Linked DNA regions of Oryctolagus cuniculus: region 1 is linked to region 2. A link is a contact called in public Hi-C data. All regions are on one chromosome and are shown on one strand. Each heading gives the region's core, a stretch centred on a gene start, on an enhancer-like site or on the middle of the called end of the contact. The rest is flanking DNA. Distances are from core to core; before and after follow the strand shown. Region 1 has its middle 300 kb from the start of FOXO1. Region 2 has its middle 110 kb from the start of FOXO1.

The links. A called contact is a pair of places that touch in the nucleus more often than the background predicts.
Region 1: a contact with region 2 is called in a Hi-C map of embryonic fibroblasts, with 2.9 times the contacts expected there. The contact joins two enhancer-like sites. A contact is called at or near these places in 2 of 6 Hi-C or Micro-C datasets (embryonic fibroblasts and psoas muscle).

The regions. Positions count from the first base shown.
Region 1 is chr9:73,132,247-73,136,089 of mOryCun1.1, forward strand. No RefSeq gene overlaps it. Among named protein-coding and RNA genes, the nearest start is that of FOXO1, 300 kb to the left of the region's middle. Within about 2 kb of position 2,540, at least 2 of the 8 cell types and tissues checked have an H3K27ac peak or open chromatin away from gene starts, as enhancers often do.
Region 2 is chr9:72,951,911-72,955,935 of mOryCun1.1, forward strand. No RefSeq gene overlaps it. Among named protein-coding and RNA genes, the nearest start is that of FOXO1, 110 kb to the left of the region's middle. Within about 2 kb of position 1,966, at least 1 of the 8 cell types and tissues checked has an H3K27ac peak or open chromatin away from gene starts, as enhancers often do.

The DNA of each region.
Region 1 (3,843 bases), core at 1,290-3,789, 180 kb after region 2:
CATTTGCAAACCCGTGGGCTCTCTGTGCCTGGCGTGCCAATGTGTGGGACACAGAGAGACGCATGTGATGAAACCCCAAAGAGATTCCCGTTTCTGTAGAGCTAATAGGAGCCTGGTAACAAAACAGGAGCTGAGCAAAGAGGTGAGAGGGGGAGTCTGTGGGGGTGATGCTGTGACTGACGGGTCGCAGCTCCACGATGCAGTCACGTCAGGATGTCCTGTCCCTGTGGCGCTGAGAGCAGGTGGCGTTAACAGCCCAGTGACATGGCCTTTGCTTAGCCCTTCTGCAAGACTGGCCCTTCCAGCCTGTTCAGCACACTGGGGCAGTGCTGCACAGGGTTCTTGGCACCATTCGCAAGCATCTCAGTGCCTCACGGCCCCTCATTTTCCCAGGACTCCATGTGGGTTTTTTGATTAGAAGCAAGCAGCCCTGAAGTCTGGGGCTGTCTGGCCATCTTGGAGAGCAGTGGCTGGGCCAGGGGTGAGCTGCATCATGGGAGGCTGGGATTGGGCGCACCTGTCCTGCCACAGCAGCTTCCATATCCCCGATGGCCACATCCAACCTCAGTTGAATGAACTTCCTTTAGCCACCCTGAAGTTTGCCCTCAATTGCTGTTTTTGTTTTTAAAGGGATTTATTTATTTATTTTGAAAATCAGAGTTAGAGAGAGAGAGAGATCTTCCATCAGCTGGCTCACTTCTCGAATGACCACACAGGCCAGCACTGGGCTAGGCCAAAGTCAAGAGCCAGGAACTTCACCTGGGTTTCCCACTTGGCTGGCCAGGACCCAAGCACCTGAGCCATCTTCCACTGCTTTTCCCAGGTGCAAGGGGCTGGATTGAAAATGGAGAAGCTGGGACACCAACTGGCACCCAGTGAACACACGAGAGAAATTGGAAGAGCTTGTGAGTTAATACAGACAAAACTTCAGCTAACAGAAATCCAGACTGGCAGGAACCTGGGGGCTGTGAGAGTCCCCAAACACTCGCTGGCAGAGTCCTCACTGAGGGTCTTTCTAGAATAGGCATTGGAATTGGGAGAAGGGACTTCAGGAGAGAAAAGTGCCTGGAATGTGATACAGCACTGTGGCGTGTTGCTGAGGCACCAGGAGAGAAACAGGAAGTGGGCCTTTGACCCCTGCACACACAGGGTGGCCCGTGACAAGGGAGGCCACCGTCCCTCTGCTGGCCAGAATGGGAATGAGGCCCAGAGGTAGGGCAGAGGCGGGACAGGGGTTAGGACACTGAGGCGCCATTGAGAAGTGGATTATTAACAGGGATCCTGAGCATTGCGGGGGAGTTGGGGATGAGTTTTGATTTTTTGGGAATTGAGAAAGAGGCACAGGACAGAGAGCTTGAAGGGTCACCTGTATGGCAGAAGGGCTGCTGGGGTCTTGGTGAAGCAAACCCACTGGGTCCAGATCTAATCCTCCTGCAGGATGATTAGAAAATGTGTCTGGAGGAGACTCTGCCTTGAGCCAGCACCTGACGCTTTCTGTGTGTTTCCCCCTTATTCTCATTTTGTCAGCTGAGCACATGCTTGCCAGCCAACCCAAGGCTGGCTCCTCCACCTCCATGTGGTGTTCTCTCTTGTTCAGCTGCAGGCCATTGTGTGCATAGGTCCCACGACTGGGATTATGGGTATCCTACCATCCCTTTGCTTTTCTTGTCTTCCTTTCCCACCCCCACCTCCCCTTTAATAGTATCAGGACTGGGGCCATTTGCAGTGAGGTTGAGCCACTGCATATCAGTTTTAGGCAAAGTTTTCAGGCTGGCCATTCTGGTACATCTGGGGAAAAGCTAAGGATGAGACCCCTCATTAGACTTATTTGAACAGTTCCTTTAATGTCTTACCTTCTCCTTGGCTGTATGTTCTGTGAGGACCTCCTGAGTGTGAATGCTGCGTAAGCTGTGGTCCTGGGCTCTTCGACCTATGAAGGCGTGAGCAGCCCCAACGGCTCCATTCTTTTTTCTCTCTGCAGCTGGGTGTCCAGAAAGCATTTAGGGAGCTTAACACTGTGTTGTAGACAATAAGGCACCTTTCTGAATAACAATATTTAACCATAGCAGAATGTGATAAGTACACTAAAAGGTGTTTAGATCAAAATGCTTTGGGAGTTCAAAGGAGGAGAGATTTACTGTGCATTTGCAATTGTATTCAAGTACAAGTTGTACTAGGAGAAGATAAATAACCTATTCACTTCATAGTACTATAATAAATAAAATATTATTGACATGCCTGGCAAGACTGCTAATACCATTTGGGCATTGCGAAAAATTCTGATGTATAAATAACCATGTGTTCATAGAACTGCAGGGTCTAGAATGTTAGCCCTGCAAGTGAGTTTGGAAGACATCCAGTTCAACCTCCTCATTTTGCAAATTTATAAGCACATGTCCAGATAGGTTAAGTTCATTGCTCAATATCACAGAGTTCGTTTCTGGCCAAGGCAGGAACAGAGGCCAGGAAGCCTTACTCACTATCCCTGATGCCCAGATCTACTAGGTTGTGACATCAGCACTGTCTTGTGTCTGCTAAACAACACACCCAATAAATACTCACCCCATTTTGAAGATTTATATGACTGTCCCAGCTTTCTCACCAGCATGCCCTCATGATGTCTCTGGAACATTTCTCTGCCCTCTTAGAGTAGGACAAGTGTGTGGCAGTTCTTTTCTGAGAACTAAGATGAAGTGCTGGAGTATGTGTTGCTTTGTAACTAACCATTAAAAGAAAGTGTTGATGTAGGATCTGAAAAAGTTGATCTTATAGCAGTTTAGAGCAGTGGTTACCAAAGGCTGGGAGGCAGGGGACTGGAGAGAGATTGGTTAAGGGGTACAATGTTAGATACCAACTCAGTGCTCGTGTTCTGTTGCACAGTAGGGGGACTGTGGTTAATAGTAATGTACCATGTATTTCAAAACTTATCTAGAAGAGAGGACTTTGAATGTTCTTATCACAAGGAAATAAATATTTAAGGGATGGGTCCTAATTTGATCACTATGCAATGAAAGCATGTATTGAAACATCATGTTGTACCCCATAAACCTGTTCAATTATTATGTATAAATCAAAAATAATATAAAACCCACATAATAATAAAAAAGAAAATGTTGAGAAGTTGAACTTCTGCTCAGCCTCACTGTCCTGGCAGGTGCCTAGCCCATGACCCACCTTCTCAGAGACTTCTTCCCTGGCTCCCTGGTCCTGTATGTCCACCCAGCACAGGGCTCAAGAAGAAAAGCTCCACCCATTGGATTTAATCTCTTTCTATCTATTTCCTCTGGTTTGTTGGCCTGTCTATCCATCCACTAGCCCCTGTACGTTGGTCAGTTTCTTTGCTTCCGACTTTCTTCCTGCCCATTGTTCCTTCTCTGTCCCTCCCTCTCTTAAGGATTGCATAACTTCTCTCTCATCACATTTTTACTTCTCCTCTAGCTTGATTTCCAGTTTCACTTCCTTCATGCCCAATGTGTGCCATGGCCCCCGCATCCTAACTTCCTTTTGAATCTGTCTCTAAGCTTCCAGCTTGGTCTTACCCTGTACCCCAATTCATATCTCCCCATGACATCCAATAAACTCCATCCCTCTCCTCTCCCCTGACTCGCCAATGGCCATGTCCCTTGGACTGAATGCCCCACCCAGATCAGATGATTTGCACAAGAAATGGCTGTCTGTGAGTGACTTCAAAATGGTGTACATGGGCTCACACCCTCTGGTGCCCACCCATTCTGACCTTTCTTCCATGGAACCAGCAGTGAGCCCACCCTCTTTTGGCCCCTGGCTCTGTTGGTTGTGGAGCTCATGAAGCAGTTCTGCAACTGGGACTTGGGCTGCATGGAG
Region 2 (4,025 bases), core at 716-3,215:
AGTGTAGCTGTCACAAATGGGATGAGTGTCCATAGACAGAGCCCAGGAAGAGCTAGCCTGCCCCTGCAGCCATGTACAGGCACAGTTAGAAGGCGCCATCTATGAACTAGGAAGTTAGCCTACACCAGACACCAGTCTGCCTGCACCTTCACCTTGGACTTGCCAGTCTCCAGAAGTGGAAGAAATACATTTATGTTCTTCATAAATAACCCGCCTGTGTGGTGCTCCCCAGCCTGCCTTTGCATTTTTATCTCCTCCGCACCTAATACACCAGTCACACTCAGCCATTCTTTTTCACGCTTCCAGCCATTGCATGGCTGCAAGTTCTGTTTATCTGGAGTGCTGCACAGCTCTCTTTGTCAGTCAAGGTCCACCCTTCTACCCTTCAAAGCCAACCGACTGCTACAGCAGAGTTAACACAGGTGAACTATATGAGTGCAGGACGCCTTTTCCAAATACACACATGTGGCTGTTGTTGAGCTCTGGCTAGATAATAATGATTCTTAATAATTCAAGATGACCCTGCAGGCATCTAATGAGATCAGAGCCAGGTCTGACTGCCTTTGGGTCCTTACCAGGCTCCCGGTGAGCCTAAAGCAACTGGCCAGTGCATTTGGCTACCGGACACGGCCAAAGGCATTCCTCTTTGGCAAACCCGTCTATATCTGCCAACATTCCAGTGAATTAAAGGCAGACCAAGAAGCCCAAAGTATTTTGACAAGTCTGGAGCTGCTATTCACCGTCTTCAACCAGGGAAAGTACAAAGGCAGGAGAGGAGTGAATGACCCGTGATGGAATGTCTGACGGGGCTCATTGGACAGAGGTGACTGGCAGCAAGGCCCTTTTCTGTGCTACTTTCTTGTGGGTCTGGGATGGAGCCAGCTTTTGGCTTAGCCCCCACCTCCAAAATTGCCGTCAGCAGGACCGGCATGCTGGAGGAGGGTTGCAGGTCATAGGAATGGCTGGGTTGTGTTAATCCTGGAACTGTTAAATGCTCTGCGTTTAAAATAAAAGCATCTGGCCACCTTCAATTAAATGGTTTGTCTTTACACCTCCTCACCTGAGAAGGACAGAAGCACTGCCCCTTGGAGTTTTTGTTTTAGTACTGTTTGTTGGGGGATGTCCCCACTTCTCCCCAACAAAAGGGGGTTGGATAAAATAGGGGCTTTCACATTCTGATTTTTAAAAAAATATTTCAGGGGGCCATCGCTGTGGTGTAGCAGATAAAGCCACTGCCTATGGTGCCAGCATCCCATGTGGACGCTGGTTCGATTCCCGGCTATTCCACTTCAGATCCAGCTCCCTGCTAGTGTGCCTGGAAAAGCAACAGAAGACCACGCAAATGCTTGGGACCCCTGCACCCACATGGGAGATCCGAAAGAAGCTCCTGGCTTCGGATTGGCTCAGCTCCAGCCATTACGGCCATTCTGGGAGTGAACCAGTAGATGAAAGACTGCTCTGATTCTTTGTCTCTGTCTCTATTTCTCTTTGCCTCTGCCTTTCAAGTAAACAAATCAATATTTTTTTTAAAATTTCAAAACATTTAAAATAATCAACTTTTGGAATATTTTGAAAGAAAGTGTCCTTCAGAAGACAGAAGTTTTTTCTATCTCATTCACCACACCTTCCCAAACACCTGCGAAACAGTTTATAAAAAAGAAAAAGGAGATACTTCTGAAGTCAGGCAATGTAGTTTTGAAGTAATTGTGAAGTTGTGATAAAACATATACCTGAACAGGAAAATTTCACTTATTCTTTAAAAAGAAGAAACATTTATTGGAAAGACAGACATGAGAGACTGTTCACCTGCTTGGTTCACTTCCCACATACCAGCAACAGACAGGGCTGGTCCATGGCAAAGCTAGGAGCCTGGAACTCAACCTGAGTCTCACGTGGGTGGCAGGGACCCAAGTACATGAGCCTGCCTCACAAGGTGTGCATTAGCAAGATGCTGGAATTGGAAGTGGAATTGTGACTTGGATCCAGGCACTCTGATGTGGGATCCAGCCTCCCAGGCATCGTTTTAACTGTTGTGCCAAATGCCTGCCCCTCATTTATCCTTTTGAACACACTGCCTGAGACCTCAGAAGTTCTTAGGGCCCTATTTGTATTGTAAATCAACATTTAAGCTTCCATTTTCCTTCGTGATTCCTTCTTCTGTGTCTCAAATAATTGATATTCCATTAAAAGCATGGATATAATTTTCAAAACCTTGGACTGGGCAGGCTGGAAGCATTTAACAGCTGTATGGAGTCTCATGTAACCATCATGTGCCTTTTTTTGGAAACAACAATCTGAGCAATTGTCCTTGTCTTTTGTAAGAAAATCACATGATTAAAAAATAGATGACTAGCAATAACTGTTGTCACTTGGTTACTGGCAGGAGTAAGGAGAGGGAGGAAGACATAAGACAAATGCTTTCTTGGACTCCTCAGCTGCACCAATCTGCAAACCTTCCTGGAGTCAATAATTTCCTTTGTCATTTCTGGGTAACTATAAAAAGGCTTCGGAATGTTTCCAGGCCTGGGTATTCTGTTGTGTAAGACTTTTGGAGTCTGTTACCTTCTTCACTCAAAGGGTTGGCTCAAAACCCAGCCATTTGCTCCATGCTAGATCTGACTCTTGGGGAAACTGATAGGAAGCAAATGAATGAAAATTTAGCATCTGTTTTGGACAATAACGTCCCCTCTGGGATTAGAATCTCTTAATGTATTCGACAGCAAAAAAAGTCTGAGTCAGCTTTGGCTCCCAAAGGTGCTGTTTTGACCATCATTGGTGAAGTGTTGTAATGAACAATCTGCCTCCAATGTCCAGTCCGGGGAGGGGCTGCCCGTGTGCCCCTGGAGCGAGAACTGCTCATGTGGGCAGTAGGGAGGCTCCTGTCACCTGGTAGACTCCAGAGGATGAGGGCCCCAGTGCACAATGTTTGGAAGAGCGAAACCGGGCACTAGTCAGCACAGAGAAGGTGCTGGAATTGGGAGTTTCTCTGCTCGAGGAGCTGATACTGTCTTCTAGGGCAGTTCTTTTTTTTTTTTTTTTTTTTTTTTTTTTTTTTTTTTTTTTTTTGACAGGCAGAGTGGACAGTGAGAGAGAGACAGAGAGAAAGGTCTTCCTTTTGCCGTTGGTTCACCCTCCAATGGCCGCCGCGGCCGGTGTGCTGCGGCCAGCGCATTGCGCTGATCCGAAGCCAGGAGCCAGGTGCTTTTCCTGGTCTCCCATGCGGGTGCAGGGCCCAAGGACTTGGCCCATCCTCCACTGCACTCCCGGGCCACAGCAGAGAGCTGGCCAGGGCAGTTCTAAAGCCTTGGTAAAGCAATAACTGTAATTACGAAAAGTGGATGGCTTATTCGGAAGGGCCTTGATTCAAAAGGTTTTATGATTTTAATAGCATTCTGCATTTGTAATACCTTCAGTCAAAGGATAGCAGACACTTGTGCCAGGGCTAAGTCCTCAGCCTCCTTCTGAATTACAGAGTAGAGCAAACCCAGGCATTCTGGCCTGCAGACCAGTAGAATCCATGCTCTTTGGAGGGGCATGGAATTCCTGGGGACTCTGGAGGGGCCTGTGGCTATGAGCGGGCTTCAGGAGTGACATAGGGCATTTCCCCAGGTGTGAGCTGCTAGCTGTGGACCTCGGAATGACACTACTTAGGAAGAATTGAAAAATGCAAATTCCAAGGTCCCCTTCCCCAGACCTGGGAATCAGAATCTTAGATTGCAGGGGATGGGAGCAGGGTGTGGAGAGACGTATATTTTAAATATTGCAAATGATTTTTATAAACACCAAGGTTTGAGAACATCCTCTAGTCTACCAGAATGCCTCAACATTTGCTGCTGTTCATTCCCCACAGTTAAGTGGATCCACCAAGCACCTGCAGCGTAGTGGACCCTTAGCAGGTGCTAGGGACACTCCGAGGCATGAACAGGACAAACATGTGGCCTTCCTCTTCAGGCTTGTTCTCTCCTGCTTTTCCTTAGACCTGTAGTGAGGTAAAGCATTGTATTTTAAAAAAAATATTAATTTAC